Linked DNA regions of Triticum aestivum: region 1 is linked to region 2. The links are chromatin contacts, called in public Hi-C maps. All regions are on one chromosome and are shown on one strand. The core of a region is the stretch at or near the end of the contact, and the rest is flanking DNA. Distances in the headings are between cores, read along the strand shown.

The links. A called contact is a pair of places that touch in the nucleus more often than the background predicts.
Region 1: a Hi-C map of leaf shows a contact between it and region 2, with 4 times the contacts expected there. The contact joins the enhancer-like site here to the promoter of LOC123098181 in region 2. A contact is called at or near these places in 2 of 5 Hi-C or Micro-C datasets (both in leaf).

The regions. Positions count from the first base shown.
Region 1 is chr4D:400,994,341-401,000,649 of IWGSC CS RefSeq v2.1, reverse strand. No RefSeq gene overlaps it. Among protein-coding and RNA genes, the nearest start is that of LOC123098182, 14 kb to the left of the region's middle. Within about 2 kb of position 2,234, at least 7 of the 8 cell types and tissues checked have an H3K27ac peak or open chromatin away from gene starts, as enhancers often do. A contact at or near this core is called in leaf, where this site is marked.
Region 2 is chr4D:400,854,498-400,860,541 of IWGSC CS RefSeq v2.1, reverse strand. It overlaps LOC123098181 (allene oxide synthase 2), which reads left to right and starts at 3,723. Exons shown (of 1, transcript XM_044520096.1): 1 at 3,723-5,574. The coding sequence starts at 3,856. The coding sequence ends at 5,304.

The DNA of each region.
Region 1 (6,309 bases), core at 985-3,484, 140 kb before region 2:
CGGCGAGTCCACACTTTCACTCCCGCGACATGCGCCTCCTCAAAACCCGAGACGCCCAAACTCTAGCTCCGGCCGCCTCCTCCCCTCCACATTGCCGGCGGCGACCATGGGCTGGCATTGAATCTCCAGCAAGGCGAAGCACGATCGTGAGGCTGGGTCCTCCACCGGCCGCAACCGTAGCCGCTCCATCCCTCCTCCAGCTCCTCTAGCGTTCAGCATCACGCCGTCTGCGGCTGAGCCTAGCGTACGACCATATGTGAAGGCGGAGATTCTGTAAGTGGTATTGGGAGACGGGCACGCCACTGTCGTGGAGTGACGTGCACCTTCCCAACTACCGGCGCCTCTTGGGGACCACGTGCCCATCCCTTCGATCCCCGTCGGTGACCGCGCTTCCGTGAGGAGATCAACCGCCGCTGCGCCCGCCTGCCCCCCCGACCTCCACCACGAGTCCAGGTACGCCGTGGACTCGCCCCTGTGGAATACATGGCTCCGGGACGAGCACGACCCGCGGAGGCAGTCCTACTTCGCCGGTAGCCCGCCACGGGCGCGCTCTGGCAGCGCGGTCTTACGCGCGTCCGCGGGACCCCGACGTCCCCCCCCCGCCATCTCCGCCACCACCACCTCCCATGACCGTCGAGGAGGAGGAGGATCTCGTACGACGCGTTCTTGAGGACTCCATTCACAACCATGATGAGGCCCAATGGGAGGGGCTCGAGGAGATGATGTTCTCTCTGAGATGTCGGCGACATTGCCATCCTCCCGGAGCTGCAGGCCGCCAAGGAGGAGCTGGTCGAGGAGGAGGTGGTCAAGGAGGAGGATGCCATCGACCCACGGTTTGCGGCAATGGTGGGGCAGAGGTGGGCGTGGACGGACATGGTGTCGTGCACGCCGGAGTACATGCCCATGCCGCCCTCGTGGGTGGGCGCTGAGGCGTGGTCGTCGTCCTCGCCGCGGGAAGAGGTTGTGCAGGCACCTCCGGCCATGCAGCCGCCTGCCCATATCTGGTAGCCAGCGCCGTATGTCGACCTCACCGAGGACGACAACGAGTAGGACAACGGCGCATAAAGACGGTGCCGACGACAGTGTCAGATTTATCTTTTTATGTTTTTTTATGTTAAGTTTAATGTGCGATCCGGACTTGTTTGAACGGTTTTAATTTTATAGTGATGTTTAATTAAGTTTATTGTATGTTTTTAAATGTGTGGCCATCCTTTTTTTCAGAGTGTAAGTCGGACAATTTGTGATGCAGCCGCCTGGTTGGGTGCGCTAGCAGTAGGACGGTTAAAATTAAACACGGTCGTCCGTTTGTCCAACCCAAACAAATAAAATTCAGACAAAATGATCGTCCGTTTTAGCATCGACGGTTGAAGTTGACATTAGGACGTACGATTACTTACACCAAAGAAAAGAAAACGTACGATTTTGGTCTCTTCTTGCTCTGCTCTTTCCTTTTCCTTTTGCGTCGGTTCCGAGCAATCTGTAAATGAAACTCGTTAGTCTACTCAGACGCCATGTTGACAAGCCATTGATTCGATCAAGTTGACGTGCAGACGGAGAAAAGAGATGATCATCTGGAACTCATTGACCAATTCTTCCACGAAGGGTGTAGCCAGGGGAAAAGTAAACCCGGTCTCCCGATAACATTCGGTCGCTCGGCTTACTATTCGTGTTCCAGATAAAAAGTTACGACGGGGTCAATTCCTTACTCGGCCGGGAGAGAGCACGTGCCGGCCACGCGTATACACCGTGACATTTCCACGCAGATCCAGCGCGTCCACGCGGCTCGCCTCGTGGTATTCGCCACCGGAAGGGTACGACGAACGATCCATGCACGCCACAGAAACTCAGTAAGCAATCCAAACAATTCTAAAAAAAAAAAGAAACTCAACAAATGTGCCCGTAAACCCACCCTGTCCCGTCCCGTCCCGTGCAAGTGTGGAAAATATGTTCTCCGGTGAAACAAACAAAAACTGACGGTCCCGAGAACAGTCGTACGCGCTGACGTGCACCCTAGCTAGGCGGCCAGGCAACATGGTTTAGGTTTACATTACACATGCAATGCAATCTCTTTACTGTAGCCGATCGTGGACCATGGCAACACGTATCGATCGGGCCAAAAATGAGGGCATCTGTAATTGGCCTTGCATGCGACGACGCGGCCGCTGGCCGTCCGGCTTCATCTGTCCGGCGCTATCCCTGTCCCCGTCGTCGGGGCACCGTGACAGGATGGCGCGCGCTATCGCCACGCCTATATATCGATGCGCGCGGCTAACAAACAAGGTTGGCTTCGGTCGCGGTCCCGTGTGGTTGAGGCGCGAAAGCGATCGATCGACGCGCGAAAGCAGATTCACATGTTGGTGGACGTTTGCCTTAGCCCGGCCGCTGGTCGATCGGCACACGTCGCCCAAGCGAAATGGAAAACATAAAACGTGTATGTCACGGTAGCTTTTTTTTAATACAGTACAGATGCAAGCGCTCGTACATACACGCATACACTCATCTCTATGAATGCACACAGGCACACCCTATCCCTATGAGCATCTTAGAGACCGAGCCGGCGTATCATCTTGAGATTTTTGAAGTCACAGTAGATGCCTCGTCGTCTACGGCAACATCTGCTCCCACTGAAAGCGTATCGCCGGAAATTCTAAAATAAATTTAAAAATAATGCAAACATTATGACTTGAACTCTAGTGGACTAGGGATATCACTGTCCGTCTAACCATCCAACCACAAGTTGGTTCACACCTCCCATCTTCCGTTGAAAAGTGTGATCGCATGCCCTCTCGGCATCTGCATCGATCAGTGATGCACGTAGCCCGCCCCTAATTATATATGGCACAGTTTGTAAGGTCCAACCAACAAATAATGTCACGCTCAAGTCCATATTGATCCATCAGGGTACGTTGCAACGATCAAGGGCCATGCATGCATCAAAGGCAGCCGCGCTCAAGTCCACATCGAGCTAGCGGTACATGCAATGCTGCGTTGGCGAAACAGGGAACAACGCACATGCCACTCAAAAGCATACCGCTAGAGGAGTAATTGTCACATGTGACTGAGATGTGAAGATTGAGAAAGAACTGCTGATTCTATTGATCGATGATCAAGACGTACGTTTAATTATACCCTATGAACATGGGCGTGTTTGATTGCCGTAGTGAATAGTAGTTGCATTGCATAGACATCTCAACCCAGCTTGGCTATGGAAAAACAGCCTCATATGCGACATCTGCGAGTTGTTTGGTTGCTTGCATATGAACTTCCTGCATTAGAGGATCAACTTTGGCACGTTGTTTGGTTGCCTGCATTGTCTCGGCGCATGCAACTACACGCTGTTTGGTTGCCCGCATGTGGTATGATTAAGAGCTAGCACTTCCACTTAGCACACAGGGTTAAGAGATAGGAGAGGAAGTGGGAGAAGAAATGCAGTGTGCGCCGGACCATGGCGACTGTGGTGGATAGTGGCCATGGCGCCGTGTCCGACAAGACGAGCGACCCCGTCGGCGGCACGGCGAGCGACACCGTCGACGAACTAGTCGCGGTGCTCGCGCAAAGACAGTGGGCAGAGGAAGAGAATGCAGTGCTCGCCCCATGGTATCGTCCGTGCAGTAGGACGAGAGAGGAGGCCGAGATGATCGACGCCAGAACGACTCCAGTGTAGTGGGACGAGAGGGAGGAGGCCGAGATGATCGACCCCGTCGGTGGCAGAGAACAGAGGAGAAGAACTCCGTCAGTGTGCGCGCCATGGCGGCTGAACTGCAGTAGGATCATGCAGAGAAGGCCGAGATGAACGACGGCGACGATGACGCTACCGCAGCAAGATCCGAGAGAGGAGACCGAGAGAAACCACGCCGACCAGAGGAATAATTAAGCAGTGTCTTAAATCACAGTACACATATCCATATGTGCAGCCATGAGAAATATATAGATCTTCTCGTCTACTATCGTCGAAACAGGAAACTTGCAACACGAATGTTGTGCAGAACGGCGAGATTAGGCTGTTGGTTAAAGGAAATTTCAAACAATCGATCGTGTGCGACGAATCTGACAAAATTCGTCCAAAACAGCTCCAAACGGGAACAAGAGATTGAGCATGTACGGTCGACGAAACTACAAAACGATCACCTGAATGGAACCGTAGCATCGATGTGCATCTTTTTTGTGTAGAGCTTACCTCGAATCGAAGCACCGTTGTGTAGATTAGAGGGACATGGAAGAGAGGAGATTAGAGAGAGAGGAGCTTAATGGAGGTTGAAGAAGACACCACGTAAACCGCTCGCATCCCTCCCGTTTCTCCTCATGCACGGGCCCGCTAGGCCTGGCTCGAGAGAAACTGCCGATTCCTGGGTTTCCAGTGAGCCAGGCCCAGAGGTGCTTTAAGAAGCGTGCGATGCAGGCCCAATAGTGTATGCAGGCTACCAAACAGGCCGGATCCTTCCCGCGCGGGCCTGGTTGGACCTTATGCGGGCAACCAAACACGCCCATGGTAAGGCCCGTAAATATTTTTGCCTCAGCCCGCAAACACTACCCCCGAGCCACTATAACTGCGGGTTTTGCGGGGCAGATTCGGGTCGAAACCCTATCCCCCCGCAACCGCGTTCCCCTCCAATTCGACACCGCGCCGCTCGATTTGTCCCCGCCGGCGAGCCTTGGACCGCCATGGACGACTCGGGGGATGAGGCGGAGCGCCTCCGTTGCGCCAGATCTGACGCCGCGCAAGCGGGGGGCGCGTTGGTGGCTCAACCACGGTGCCCAGCCGCCGCCGACATTCAACCGCCGCGAGCTCGAGTAGTTCGAGCTCGAGCGCGGCCGTCGCCGCCACGCCTCCTCCGGCAACTGGTCCGCGGGGAGCTCATCCGGCCACGGATCCGCGGGGTGCTCATCCGCGGGCGCATCGAGCTCGCGGCTCGTTCCGGTGAAGAGGGAACCGGAGGAGGCCGTGCCTGATGCGCCGCCGCGCCGAGGCGTCATCGGACCCGAGGACTACCTCCCCCTGGGGCAGGAGGAGCTCCTCGAGCGGTCGGCGAGGGATCAGGAGGAGATGGAAAAGCGCATCCGGCGCGAGCTCGAGTACGAGCGGCTCTTCGTCGAGACGGGCGTCACGGCATCGCAGGCGCATGCATCGAAGGAGGCTGACCTGCACGTAATGAAGGCGGAGCAGGCGAAGCTCTACATCGAGATCAACTCCGACTCCGACTGATCGCCGCTGGTGGGCAGCTACCGCAGGAGCTCCGCTGAGCTTAATTTTGTTGTAGTGGTGCGGTAGCGTAGGCCCTGTCTAGCATCTCTGACCTTTAATATGTATGTATGTGGCGTGTACAAACTTATTATGCGAAGAAGAACCATCTATGCGAGCGAGCTCCGGCGAGCTGCTGCTTAAATTTCTCGCGCGAAACAACTTTTTTTAAAAATTACGGGTTTGTTTGCGGTTTCTAGTCTGCCGCGGCAATTTTCAACCTGCATAAGCGCTCCGTGCGACCTGCAAACACAATTTATAGATCAGCAAAATGCGAGGTCTGATAGAGTTGCTCTAAAGCGTGCCCAATTTGTATCGTCGCCCAAACAAAAAAGCTAATTCTCACAACGTTACAGATCAATGCAGTCCCCATAGCAACCCCTCCCACTAGTATTATTTTGGCACGCTAAATAGACGGAGATAAGCTAAATTACTTTGCGTTGTCTTCTACAGGCAAGTTGCCGGAAATTAGAATTTACATGCCTTGTGACGCTTGACTGATCAGGCTATCCATAATGAGAGTATTATAGTTAGTGTCATGCATGCCAACTAGACAATTTAAATGAGATGGCATAAAATTAAACGAAGAAAAAAAGGTTAAGTATCATATTATGATACGGTATTACAATAAATGTTATACTACTATGTGTTATTCATGTTAATAAATAAGATCATCTATGATAATATGTAGTATGAAGGTAGCATTATACACTAATATCACATGCATGATACTTTTCACTACGAGTAGCTTCAGTCTGTTCATGGTGGTGGTATCTTAGCTAGTATCATGCAGTTGGAAATAGCAAACACGCTGATGTGGCAGGGAATTAAAGAAGCAAGAGAGGGTTAGAGTAACATAGGTAGATACCTATCATATTAAATGCTATACTACGTTGTGTCATGCATGTCAATAAACAAGATAATCTATAATACTACTCTATGGTACTATGCACTAAAAAGGTAGTGTCATAATTAATATCATATGCATGATACTAGTATATGATACTTCCCACTATGAGTAGCCTTAGGGTAGCAACGATTGAGGACCCGTGCATAGCGTGCCATGCTGA
Region 2 (6,044 bases), core at 2,474-4,973:
CTTCCAAATTTTCTTATTATTACACGCTGGTACCTCAGAGTGCGTGAGTGCACGGTACATAGAGTCTACCGTGAAAGACCCTGGTGTAGTAAGGTTCCAGCAAAACACATCCCGACCTTGTGTCGGGCTAATCGAATCCAGCCAGAATAAAAGATTACGCCATGACACAAGTCGGGGGCCAATCAAATCCCGCCTGAACGAAATATTCAACAGGGAATAACTGAGCACATGTACAATAATATTATTCTTTTCGCGAGCAATGTTATATAAGGCTGGATATTGTTCTTTGAGACTGGCATTGCCTAGCCAGATGTCTTCCCAGAAACAAATCTCCGACCCATCCTTTATCGCGAAAGACCCAAAGTGAAAGAGATGTTTCTTTGTCGCCATTAGGCTAGCCCAAAAGTGCGAGTCGCCAGGTTTCCAATATGCCTGAGAAACCCCCTTTTGGCCTAGATACTTGTTGCACAACATGGTTTGCCAAAAACCATCCTCAGTAAGAAGTTTAAATAACCATTTATTGAGAAGGGCCTCATTCTTGACCTGCAGGTCATGAATTCCGAGGGGTCTTTAGGCCTACAAACCACGCTCCATTTGGACAGCCTGTATTTTTTCTTTTCACCATCTCCTTCCCAAAAGAATCTGGATCTAAAGTAGTCCAGTCTTTGTAGGACCCTTTTTGGGAGTTGGAAGAAAGAAAGGATATAGAGAACCATGCTTGTGAGAACGGAGTTAATCAAAACCAACCGACCTCCAACTAAGAGTAGTTTTCCTTTCCAACTGCTCAACCGTTTCTCAAGGCGCTCCTCCACATGCTTCCACTCTGCAATGGTGAGATGTCGATAATGAACCGGTATTCCCAGATATTTAATCGGGAATTGGCCAAGCGCAACCAAACAGGTCAGCATAATCGGTCGCCGCCTCAACGGCTTCTCCAAAGCAAAACAATTCACTTTTATGAAGTTAATTTTGAGGTTCGACATTTTCTCAAACACTGAGAGCAAGAGCTTCAGATTTCGAGCTTTGTCCAGGTCATGTTCCATACAAAGAATTGTGTCATCGGCATATTGCAAAATAGAGAGGCCACCATCCACAAGGTGTGGCACTACTCCCGCAATCTGTCCATCCTGCTTGGCGCGCTCAATCAGAATAGTGAACATGTCAACAACAATGTTAAATTATATTGGGGACATGGAGTCACCATGTCGTAGACCTTTTGTTGTCTGGAAGTAATGACCTACATCATCATTGATGTTGATGGCCACACTACCTCCAGTTACAAAATTTTGGATCCACTGGCGCCATTTATCGGAGAAACCTTTCATCCTTAGGGCCTGTTGGAGAAAAGACCACTTGACCTTGTCATAGGATTTTTGAAAGTCAATTTTGAATACCACTCCACTCATGTTTTTTCGGTGCATCTCATGGACGGTCTCATGAAGGATTAGTACACCATCTAGTATATTCCTTCCTTGCATGAAGACCGTTTGAGATGACCGGACAACATGGTCATCTATCGAATTTAACCTATTCGTAGCCACTTTGGTGAAAATCTTGAAGCTGATATTAAGGAGGCATATGGGTCTGAACTGCTGGATCCATTCGGCCTCCTTAATTTTTGGCAACAAAACAATCTCGCCAAAATTTAGCCTAAATAGGTCGTCGATCGGCATGAAGACATTTAAACAACTCCAAAAGGTCAGTTTTGATGATATCCCAAAAATTCTGATAGAATTCCGCGGGAAGACCATCAGGGCCTAGGGCTTTGTTGTGTTCCATTTGGAACGCTGCCGTTCTCACCTACTCTTCTGAGAAAGGTGTCATGAGGATATCGTTATCTTCCACCGTGACTTGTGAAATATCACCTGTTCGAGCCTCGTCAAGGTGGCATTCCCTTCATCTGGCGCCCCGAATTGAGATTTGTAGTAGCTGGTGATATACTTTTTGAGCTCCTCCTGACATTTGATCCGCACCTCATCTTATTGGAGACTATGAATACATTTCTTCCTATGTCGACCATTGGCGACCAATTGGAAGTATCTTGTATTACTATCTCCCATTAGGATGAAGTCAGCTTTGGACCTCTTGTAGTATTTGATATCCTCTTCGCACAATAGATGGGCAACCTTCTCATTAGATTGATTTTTCAATTCAATCTCTTGTTGAGATAAGGTGCGTGTCTCTGCAATTTTGTCGAGGTCGTCAATGATGGTACAGAGTCGCTGCTTTTCTTTTTTGTACAATTCATTGGTGTGTTTCGCCCATCCAGAGAGGTGTTGCCTCATGACCCTTATTTTATAATCTCATCTCTGAATCGGTGTACGACCAACGGCGGGTCCCTCCCAAACATTCTTGATTATGTCTACAAAACCATCCTGATGCAGCCATGCCAATTCAAATTTGAAAGGCCCTACAGGACCACCGCACTAGAATAGCAACCGCCAGGGATGAAAAGATTAGTAGATCGGATGGATCCAACCTATAGACACACGAGCACAGATGAACAGAGACTAGATCTAGGTGGATACTCCGAAAATAAAAGCCGGTCGAATCCCGCGAGATCCGCTAAAGACAAACCTACACACATCCTCCAACGATGCTAGAAACACCACCGAAACGAAGGATATGCGGGAAAGACCCTATTTCATCTTCAAAGAGCCGCCCCTGTATGCGGTGGCAGTTTGATGTTGCAATTGCGCATTACTATTCAATTTAACGTAAGAAACTTAAAACTCATTTTTAAAAAAAGTGTATTCTTGAATTACTGCTGTATTATTAATTTTTTTGGTAAGGACGGAAGGTGGAGTTTGGACGGGCGTGGCAGGTGATTGTGGACGGACTTGGCGGCTTCTTGGGTCAAATTTGTGGCGACGCTTAACCCGATGTTCCTAATTGCAACCGATGACGTACGTGGAAACTAAGTTTTTTTAGGGCACGTGGAAACTAAGTTGATACTACTAGTACCCATCATCATCATCGATGAGTGCCAATCAACCTGTGGTTGAATGGTTAGAGGGACTGTAGTATCCCAGCCCACCAGGATTCAAATCCTGGTGCTCGCATTTATTTCTGGATTTATTTCAGGACTTTCGGCAATGCGTATCTAGGGGGAGGAGACGTTCCCGTCGACGACGAGGTGCCTACGATGACTTCGTAAATTTCAAGATGATATGACGGCTCAGTCTTCCGGAAATGCTCATAAAAATAGGGTGTGCGTGTGTGCATTCATAGGGATGAGTGTATGCGCGTGTGTACGAGCGCTTGCGTCTGTACCTTGTTAAAAAAATTCTATCATCGATGAGTAGCCTTGGAATCGGTACTAACGCAACGCTACTAGTAGATGCATGTGTCCCTCCCACGGCTAAAAAAGTTGAAAATTTCAAGCAACTGGCAATGTGATGCGTCCCTTAATCCTAATTAATCTTATCCATAACAGTCTCATTGCACCACACCTGCTCGTTGTATCACCTACCTAACCATATCATTTCCGAAGCAACGGAGTCGCAGCAAATGCGGCCGGGTGCGCCGCGCGCCTAGATCGGGTGAGTAGGTGAACGGTGCAACAACTATTGATTTGATCCCGTCCACATTTCACCGCCCGGGACTTGTCCCTTGGCCCACCCTGCACGGCACGGGCAACACGCGCGTGCGGTCACTGTCAGCCATGCCATGCACGCTGCATGATCGCTCCATCTCTTCTCCGCGGGCTATTTGTACGCCCAACCCAGAGCTTCATCCGCAAATCGCAACACACAGACAAAGCCTCCTCGCTCCAATCTTGTCTGCATCGAGAGCGCGAGATCCAGAGTTCCAAACCAAACCAGCCAGCAGCAGAGCTAGACGAACCGGAGCGGCATGGCAGGCGGCGACGAGGGCTCCCTGGTGCCGCGGGAGGTGCCGGGCAGCTACGGCATGCCGTTCGTCTCGGCCATCCGCGACCGCCTCGACTTCTACTACTTCCAGGGCCAGGACAAGTACTTCGAGTCCCGCGTCGACAAGTACGGCTCCACCGTCGTCCGCATCAACGTCCCGCCGGGCCCGTTCATGGCGCGCGACCCGCGCGTGGTCGCCGTGCTCGACGCCAAGAGCTTCCCCGTGCTCTTCGACGTCGACAAGGTCGAGAAGAAGAACCTCTTCACCGGCACCTACATGCCCTCCACCTCCCTCACCGGCGGCTTCCGCGTCTGCTCCTACCTCGACCCCTCCGAGCCCACCCACACCAAGGTCAAGCAGCTGCTCTTCTCCCTCCTCGCCTCCCGCAAGGACGCCTTCATCCCGGCCTTCCGCTCCCACTTCTCCTCGCTCCTCGCCACCGTCGAGTCGCAGCTCGTTCTCAGCAAGAAGTCCAACTTCAACACGCTCAACGACGCCACCTCCTTCGAGTTCATCGGCGACGCCTACTTCGGCGTGCTCCCCTCCGCGTCTGACCTAGGCACCACCGGCCCGACCAAGGCCGCCAAGTGGCTCATATTCCAGCTCCACCCGCTCGTGACGCTCGGCCTCCCCATGATCCTCGAGGAGCCGCTCCTCCACACCGTGCACCTCCCGCCCATCCTCGTCAGCGGCGACTACAAGGCGCTGTACAAGTACTTCTACGCCGCCGCGACCAAGGCGCTCGACACCGCCGAGGGCCTCGGGCTGAAGCGGGACGAGGCATGCCACAACCTGCTGTTCGCCACCGTCTTCAACAGCTACGGCGGCCTCAAGGTGCTGCTCCCGGGGATCCTCGCGCGCATCGCGGGGGCCGGAGAGAAGTTCCACCAGAAGCTCGTCGCGGAGATACGCGCCGCCGTGGCTGACGCCGGCGGCAAGGTGACGATAGAGGCGCTGGAGAAGATGGAGCTGACCAAGTCGGCTGTGTGGGAGGCGCTGCGGCTGGACCCGCCCGTCAAGTTCCAGTACGGCCGCGCCAAGGCGGACATGAACATCGAGAGCCACGACGCGGTGTTCGCCGTGAAGAAGGGGGAGATGCTGTTCGGGTACCAGCCGTGCGCCACCAGGGACCCCCGCGTCTTCGGCTCCACGGCGAGGGAGTTCGTCGGCGACCGGTTCGTCGGGGAGGAGGGGAGGAAGCTGCTGCAGTACGTGTACTGGTCCAACGGGCGGGAGACCGAGAGCCCCAGCGTGGACAACAAGCAGTGCCCCGGCAAGAACCTGGTGGTGCTCGTGGGCAGGCTCCTGGTGGTGGAGCTGTTCCTCCGGTACGACACCTTCACCGCCGACGTCGGGGTCGACCTGCTGGGCACCAAGGTTGAGTTCACCGGCGTCACCAAGGCCACGTCCGGTCCCGAGAGCGCTGTTTAAAAATTAAAACCTGCACCGGTCATCGGCGACAACGGATTAACGTACGGCAGCAGCTCTCTCATAGCAGCCGTCAATCGTCCCCGTCAGCACGCACGTACGTACGTGCCTCGCTATATAGTACTCCTAGAACGAGTCAGTCATGCATGCACCTTGTTCGGTTGCTTCGCTGCATGGTGCCCTTGTGTATGTGTGTGCGTGTTTTACTTTTCGCAATCTTGCCCAGTGTAATAAGCCGTACTTTCCTGTAATAAGATTCAAGATTCCTACTCTTGACGTACGGTAAAAGGGACGACCTTGCGGTGAGTCAACGTGAGAGACCTCTCTTTTGTACACATACGCAACGCGGGCTTGCATTCACAGCCACTCACCCTAGAAACCTAAAGTAGCATAGGGCGTGTTTGGTTGCAGTAGTGAACAGTAGTTGCATTGCATATATTTCTTCACTCAGCCTGGCTCTAAAAAAACAGCATCATATGGACATCTGCAAGTTGTTTGGTTGCCTGCATCTAGGGTCCCTGCATTAGGTAATACGCAAGTGATTTTTGTTTGGTTGACTGCATTGGCCCAAGCGGCATATGAACACGGTGTTTGGTTGCACGTATGAGGTATGATTAAGAGCTAGCATTTGCACTTAGCACACAGAGTTAAGAGCTAGCAGATGAAGGGGGAGAAGAAATGCAGTGTGCGCCGGACCATGGCGAGTGCGGTGGACAGTGAGCATGGCGCCGTGTCCGACATGA